Linked DNA regions of Sus scrofa: region 1 is linked to region 2. The links are chromatin contacts, called in public Hi-C maps. All regions are on one chromosome and are shown on one strand. The core of a region is the stretch at or near the end of the contact, and the rest is flanking DNA. Distances in the headings are between cores, read along the strand shown.

Region 1 (3,650 bases), core at 1,053-3,552, 44 kb before region 2:
AGACGCGGCTCGGATCCGGCGTGGCTGTGGCTGTGGCTGTGGTGTGGTCCCAGACGCGGCTCGGATCCGGCGTGGCGTGGCTGTGGCTGTGGTGTAGGTCCCAGACGCGGCTCGGATCCGGCGTGGCTGTGGCTGTGGCTGTGGTGTAGGTCCCAGACGCGGCTCGGATCCGGCGTGGCGTGGCGTGGCTGTGGTGTAGGTCCCAGACGCGGCTCGGATCCGGCGTGGCGTGGCGTGGCTGTGGTGTAGGCCGGCAGCTGCAGCTCTCATTCGACCCCTGGTGTGGGAACCTCCATGTGCCGCAGGTGCTGCCCTAAGAAGGAAAAGTCGGCTCCCTGGCCTGTTACAGCTTCTGGAACCCTCACTCCCTCCTGCCTCCCTGGACAGCGTCGTCACCCCCTCAGCTGGATGGAGGACAGAGAAGGCAAACAAGCCACGAGGGAACGGGGCGAGGCTGCCTGCCCCACGCCGGCCCTTACCCCAGGCCCCTCTGTGGCCTCCCTGCCTCTCTGTGGCCCTCAGCAACCCTGCCCTGCTGGGGGGCATCTCTTTGCTGTCCTGGTCCTTCCACTGGAAGCCATGTGTGGCCATGGGTGCACTTGAACTGCTCCGTGCCTCAGCTTCCCCGTCTCTCAAATGGGGATTAAGCAGGACCACACATGTGAGGGGCCAGACAGAATGCCGGGTGCGCAGAGGCCAGTCAGCAGGGGGGCTGCTGAGCTGATGGTGAGCCTGCTGAGGGGTGGATGCCGACCCTGGCACCGGGACCCAGGGAGGGAGTCCGCTGACTCTCCCCAGAGACTCCATCTGGTGAGGGAGAAGCCACAGGACTGAAAAACGCACCCTAAATGGCTCCCACATCCTGCCTCAGAGGCCCACCTGGCTCTGGAAGGGGCCAGCGCCCACACAGCCTCCACAGAGGGGCCAGTGGGCAGGGTGGGTCACCCGTTCAAACGCCCCTCCCCTTGTCCCGCCCCCAAGCCTGAGATCACCCCCAGTGCCCACCCCTCAGCCAGAGACTGGGTGACCCAGTGACTGTGCAACTTTGAGTAGAAAGCAGCCTTTTTTTTTTTTTTTTTTTTAAATCTTTTTAGGGCCGAACCCGTGGCATATAGAGGTTCCCAGGTTAGGAATCTAATTGGAGCTGTAGCCACTGGCCTACACCACAGCCACATCTGCGACCTACACCACAGCTCATGGCAACGCCGGATCCTCAACCCACTGAGCGAGGCCAGGGATCGACCCCGCAACCTCATGGTTCCTAGTCAGATTCGTTAACCACCGAGCCACGACGGGAACTCCTAGAAAGCAGCCTTTGAGAAAGAACAGTAGATCCACACGTATGGACTTGAAAAGTATGTAAGGCTTATTAAGCGTAAATGCACAGACCAACTGAGAACCCTGGAGGCAGATCAGAAGGAATAGGGACCCACCCGCCCAAGTCTGACAGGCCGAGGACCCTTCTGGAAGGAGGCTACCAGTTGCCTGGGGCAGGGGTGTCAAGGGGCTGTAATGTTTCCGCCTGTGTCAGTTTTGTAACAATACGGTCGCATTCATGATTTGAGAAGAGAATGGAAAGAGTTTGCAAGGCACTGGGCACAGCACCTCCAGCTTCCGCCCCTTGGGGGTCCAGGCCTCCTGACCGAGGACGGCTTGATCCAGAGCACCGAGGCCCACGCCTTGTCCTGGCGGTGCTGGACAGAGGGAGGGGGCCCTCTTTGGCCGGAGCACCCACCGCACTGGGGCTTCCCTCCCAGGGCAGCGAGGCGTGAGCCCCCGCCGGGGCGCTGGGCCTGCATCCCTACCTACAACCAGCGCTCCCCGCGAGCCCACTGGGCCTGGCGCTGCCCCTTGGGTGCACAGCAGGTATGTGGGCGCTGTTCGGGCCCAAAGGACCGAGGAGGGTCCCACCCAGGCCTGTGGTTATTTGGTTCCCTCAAGCCCCCAGCACTGTGTGTGGCTGGTGGCGTCGCGCCAGGGCAGGTGGGCCGCTGCGCTGGGCCAAGGTGGGCGGCGGGCAGACCTCCCCAGGCGAGGTCCCGGGCGCGCCGGCCGGGGCTGGGGCTGGGGCTGGGGCCGGCGCGGGAGGAGGTCGCCCGCCCGCCCGCGCCGCTGGGGGCCGCCCGCGGGCCGCGCCGGCCAGAGCGCGCCGTGCGCCCCGGGCCCCGCGCCGGCACACGCTCGGCTGCCGCGGCGGCGACGAGAGCGACGGCGGTGGAGCCGGGCCGGACGGCAGGAATGCGGAACCGGCGCGCGAGCTGAGCTGCCCAGGATGGCGCAGGGGCGGCGGCGGCGGCGGGCGGCCTGCGCGGGGCCCTAGCGCGGCGGGGCGGACGCTCCCGGCCCCGGCATCGCGGACGGACGGGCGGGCGGGCGGCATCGCGGCCATGGCCAAGGAGCGGCGGAGGGCCGTGCTGGAGCTGCTGCAGCGGCCGGGGAACGCGCACTGCGCCGACTGCGGCGCCCCGGGTAGGTGCGCCCAGGGTCGCTGTGGGCCCGGGTGGGTGCGGGCGGGGTAGCGGCCGGCCCGCGTGGGTGAGGGCCCGGGTGGATGCCAGCCCCGGGGCCGGGGAGGGCTGCCGCGGCGCCTGCGTGGCTGGGGGGCGCGGGCCGCGCGCAGCCCGGTCCTCTCTGGGGTGGGGCGCGGGCCAGAGGGCACCTGCGGGGGCCCGGACACCGCCTGCCCGCCGCCCCCGGCCTGCAGCTGTGTCGCCGCCTCCCCTCCCCCCGGCTGCGTGTCTCGCTGTCACCCGCGGACCGCCGCCGCCTTGCGAAACCTCGGGCTCCGCAAAGAAAGAGGAAATCGTGGCGGGCGACCGGCTGCAGGCAGAGAACGGACAAGGGACCGCGGGATTCTGTGCGTGGGTGTGGGGGGTCCACACGGCTCCCCACCACCTGGGGGTGACGTCATGCTCCCCCCCCCCCCGCCTGGAGCCACCCTTTTGCACGGCGCCCCGCGCAGGGGGAGGAAGCACCTGCCCCCTCCACGTGGAGCCGGTGGGCAAGGGCGTCCCTTCCCCCCACCCGGCCTCGCTGCTCCGGGGCAGGCGGCCAGTTCAGGTGGGGCCGGGAGGCAGGTGCGGCTGGAACAGGCGCTGGGCCGCCTGCATCCCATCCTCCCAGACTTTGCTCCTGGGTGGTGCCTGTTCTGGGGTGATTTCCAAGGCGCCGGAACCCAGGGTGCTTCCCTGCTTTCCTGCGGCCGCGTGTGCTGGGGTTGGCGGGAGAGGACAAGGCTTTGCTCTCAAGCCCGCACGACCCTGTTTCGGAGCTGGCAGCCCGGTGGGCCTCGCTGCGGCGGGGGTGGGGCTTAGCGGCGCACCTGCTCAAGTCCTGCGCAGGGAGGGTGTCCCCCACGCCCTGCGGGGACACACTGGGGGCTCCCAGCTGGAGCCCCTCCGAACAAGCAGCCTAACCACTAGGGAGGGGCCGACGCCCCCAGAGAGGAAACAAAGTCTTCCCGTTTGTCCGGAGACTCTGGTTTGAGATGCAGTCTCTGGACGCCCTCAGCCTAGAACCCACTTCCCGGCTCTCCTCTGCTGCCCACCCACGGGGCCGCCCCCCCCCGGGGGGGGGTCTCTGCTGGGCAGCAGTATGTAGCTGGGATGAGTGCCCCAGAGCGGAGGCGGTGACAGGCTCTTTTGGAGGCA
Region 2 (3,774 bases), core at 586-3,085:
GCCCCTGACGCGGCCCGGGTCTGTGTGCGGCCTGGACTCAGTCCCTTCCACCCAGAGAGCTGTCATGCACCCTGATATCCCTGAGGCGGGAGGGAGGGAGGGCGGCCGGACACTCTTTTGCCTCCCTGCTCTGGGACCCCGGGGGACTCACCCCGAGCGTCTCCCACACATGAACGTCTCAGCAGTTTGTGATGACAGCCTGTGGCCTCGTTTCAGAGGCAAGGGCAGGATTTTGCGTCTGTTCCTGTGTCAGGATCTCTGGTTGTGAGCAACAGAAATCCAACCCAGTCCAGGAAACAGGAGATGGATAGGCTCACATGGTTGTTCTGGCTTCAGCATGGCTTGATCTAGGGGTTCAGTCAGTGCCGTCAGGACTTTGTTCCGGTGTCTGCTCTGCCGGTTCTGCCTCTCCCGGTGGCGGCTTCACTGCAGCAGGTTCGCACTTCCCACCCCTCACCTTTGGTTCCGTGAGGAAACGGCGAGTGTGACTTGCACAGAAGTGTCAGGAACAGTCTCAGCTGTGGCCCAGACTGGTCTGGGGTGGGCGTGTGACCTCGTCCCAATGGCCTTTCTGCCTCTGGAGTCCTCTCGAGAAAGCGGGGGTGCTCAGGGCGGCACAACCACGGGTCCTCCCGGTGGGGTGTGGGAGGTGGGCACCTGTAGGTGTGTTTGGGTGTCAGGTGGCTGCGGCCAGGCTCCTCATGGTTCCGGAGGCTGTGGCCCCGTGGCCGGCCAGGAGGCCCCGTTTCAAAGCCCCCCGATACCACTGCCATCCTTCCCGTGAAACATCCCGAAACCTCGAGAGGGCTCGGCGCCCCAGACGAGGACGGGGGTGAGGCCTGCAGGTGTGCAGGTGGCAGTGGTGAGTGGGTGGCCTCTGAAGGCCCAGCTTCTCCGTCAGACCCTCAGGGCAGCAGAGGAGTGTAGGCCTGGGTCTCACCTGCGCCTGGACAAGTGCAGGCCTGCGGGGCGCCATTTGCGGTGTGTTGGGGCAGCAGAGGGCTCGTCCTTCGCAGGATGGCATAAGAGAGGCGAGCTCAGCTGGGTCCCGGGACTCTGGAGGGACTGGGGCGCAGACCCCTCCTCCAGCCTGAGGCCCCGGCTCCCCACTCCGTCCGCAGGGCCTTTGTGCACATGTGCCCCCACCTCTGAGCACTGGTCCCCGTGGCCCTCCCAGCCCCGCAGACTCACACATCACCTCCAGGTGGGAGCCCCCAGCCTGGGCCCCTCTGCCCTCCACTCAGAGATGGCTGCTGCTGACAGGGCCCCGCACAGAGGCCCTTTAAAGAGGCACTTTGGTTCCCATTTCACTAAGGCCATCATCCCAAGTCTTAATGCCACCTCTTCCTCTAGCCTTCAAAATTCATGCCTGGGCCCCCCAACCTGCACCCCACTGGCCAAGCCCTGAGTTTACAGGAAGGGACCCTGGTGTATGGGCCCTGGGGCCACCAGCAGGGTCCCCACCTCCAGGGAACCACCCCGGGGCAAGCCACCCTCAAGGGGAAGTGCAGGGTGCCCAGTGCTGGCCCGCTGCCCAGCGCTCCATGGGATGGAGGGACCAGGCCTCAGCAGCTCCCAGCCTCCTCTTGCCCACCCTCCCCCCAGCCTTCGCCCCCACTCCCACCACACCGCCCAGGGCAGGTGGAACAGGTGCCTCCTACAGCCCGACTGGACTGGCACTCCCTGGCCGCCTGCCCGGCTCGTTGTTCTTTGCAAGGCCCCGCCCCCCCCAGGAGCACTGGGTTCCGTGGGTCCTTCCAGTCTGCCCCCCCGTTTGCCACAGCGCACTTTCCCACAGCACAGGGACGGCACGCCCACAGCCACGAGAAGGCGGAAGTGCGGGAAGGGGAACCCGCAGGGCGTGGAAGCCGCTCTGAGGGGTGAGGTGGCCGAGGGGCCTGGGCCGGGGGCCCATCTGCCCAGGTCGGGCTCAGAGGGGCTGCTGGGGACCTGAGGTCACAGTGGAGTGGGGTCCCCCCCACCGGGCATGGCACCTGCCAGGGCCTCGGGAGCCCAGCCCCCACCACGCTTAGGGCGCCCACGGAGGCGTCCACTGCTAAGGCGTGAGGGAGGAGCGCCAGGGCCACGCGTCCCCAGGTGTCACCCCGGACGCCTGTGAGGCACAGGAGCCGGCCGCGACTTCCCAGTGCAGAGAGGGCCGGCCTCCGTGGCGGGTCGGGGTCAGCAGTCAGAGGCCGTCAGATGAGCCGCGAAGGCCAGGGCCGGGCACCGACCAGCACCCCCAGCGGTGAACACGGGCAGAGGCGGCTCAGGGTGGACCCGGCTCCGGGCCGGGGCGGCGGTCTTCTCGGCGGTGTTCTGGGTGCTGTCGGGCACCCGCCGGCTTGGATGTTTCCACATGGTGGGGTGGGCTGAGCACCCACAGCCCAGGTATGGGAGGGTGTGGCGACCCCGGACGGCAGCCGGTGCCAGCCTGGCACTGCCGCCCTCGGCCAAGGTCACGGGTGTGCGAGAGAATGCGGTAGAGACGCGGGGGCGCCTGGGCCAGGCCCCGCCTCCCGCCGCCCCAGGCCCTGCAGGCGCGTCTCTGGGGTGACCCCGCGTAGCAGCTGCTCCTGGCTCCGTCCCCAGACCATCCCCGCCTGGAGCCAGAGCCTCAAGGGCCGCCTTTCACAGGCTGACAATGCCCCTGTTGTCCAGGGGCCCGGCGCCCCTGTCACCAACAGACTCAGCACCTCCCACCGCAGCTTGGACCCACTCCTGCTCGGGGGCACCCCACCCCAAGAGTGGAGCCCTAGGGGCAGGAACCTGCCACCCCACGCCAGGCTTGCCCTCCTGTGTGGCGGAGGCACGGGGCCACTGCGGGCACATGAAGCGACATCACTGCAGTGCAAGGGGCCCAAGGCATCTCTGCCACTTTCTGCCTGCGTTTTGGGGTTAGGTCCGTTGCTCTCTGTGATGGAGCCTGTGTGTGGGTCTCGGATTTAAGAAGTGGGGGGCACTCTTGGGGTGACACAGCTCCGATGCAGGGACCCCACCCCAGCTCTGTAGGTGCCGGGCAGCCTGGGTGGGGGCGGGGCTCCCGTGTCGACCTCTTGGGGAACAGAACCTGGAAACCAGGCCCCTGGCCTCCTGGGCAGGTGGCCGGAGTGGGCATCCCTGTGCGTCTGGCCCAGAGGACACCCCTCCGCCGGGGCCCTGCCAGGCACAAGCCACATGGCGAGCCTGGAGGGCCAGCCTGGGGCCTGGCACAGAGGCCCCCAGCCATGTGTCTCCTCCCAGCAAGGCCGCTTGGTCCCTGCTCCAGTCCACAAAGATGTTAGTGAGACCCACCCATGCGACCTGCAGGTCCCGCCTGCCGAGCCCCCTCTGGTTAGTCCTCCAGCCCTGATCTGCAGCCGCCAGCGGTGCCTTTCCAGGGGGTCGCTCCCTGGATGGCGCTGTGGTCTGAGGCCTGTCTGGGGCCTGTGAACCGGGTGCCAGCCTCTCAGTGCAGCAGCCCCGCTACGGCCATTCGGCCCAGCTGGGTGACATCGGCCGTGTCCGGCCTGTGACGCTGACAGCGAAGCTGCTGGGAGCACGTGAGCCAGTTTCCGTCGCGTTTGTCTCTTCCCATCTCTCTGAGTCACGTGGGAAGCGCGGGTTTGACTTATTTTTTGTCTCTGTCTTCTTAGGGCCGCACCCGCAGCATCTGGAGGGTCCCAGGCTAGGGGTCGAATCAGAGCTGTAACCGCCAGCCTGCACCACAGCCACAGTCGCACAGGATCCGAGCCTCATCTGCGACCCACACCACAGCTCACGGCAACGCCGATC

The links. A called contact is a pair of places that touch in the nucleus more often than the background predicts.
Region 1: a contact with region 2 is called in a Hi-C map of alveolar macrophages, with 2.0 times the contacts expected there. The contact joins the promoter of ADAP1 here to the enhancer-like site in region 2. A contact is called at or near these places in 1 of 5 promoter capture datasets (fetal liver), 5 of 47 Hi-C or Micro-C datasets (alveolar macrophages, blood, embryonic fibroblasts and 1 more) and 1 of 2 datasets of contacts at active chromatin or transcription factors (alveolar macrophages).

What each region holds. Positions count from the first base shown.
Region 1 is chr3:614,123-617,772 of Sscrofa11.1, reverse strand. It overlaps ADAP1 (ArfGAP with dual PH domains 1), which reads left to right and starts at 2,302. Exons shown (of 12, transcript NM_214226.1): 1 at 2,302-2,469. The coding sequence starts at 2,388.
Region 2 is chr3:569,357-573,130 of Sscrofa11.1, reverse strand. The region is part of intron 5 of ADAP1 (ArfGAP with dual PH domains 1); the gene reads left to right. Among named protein-coding and RNA genes, the nearest start is that of GET4, 38 kb to the right of the region's middle. Within about 2 kb of position 1,835, at least 17 of the 83 cell types and tissues checked have an H3K27ac peak or open chromatin away from gene starts, as enhancers often do. A contact at or near this core is called in alveolar macrophages, where this site is marked.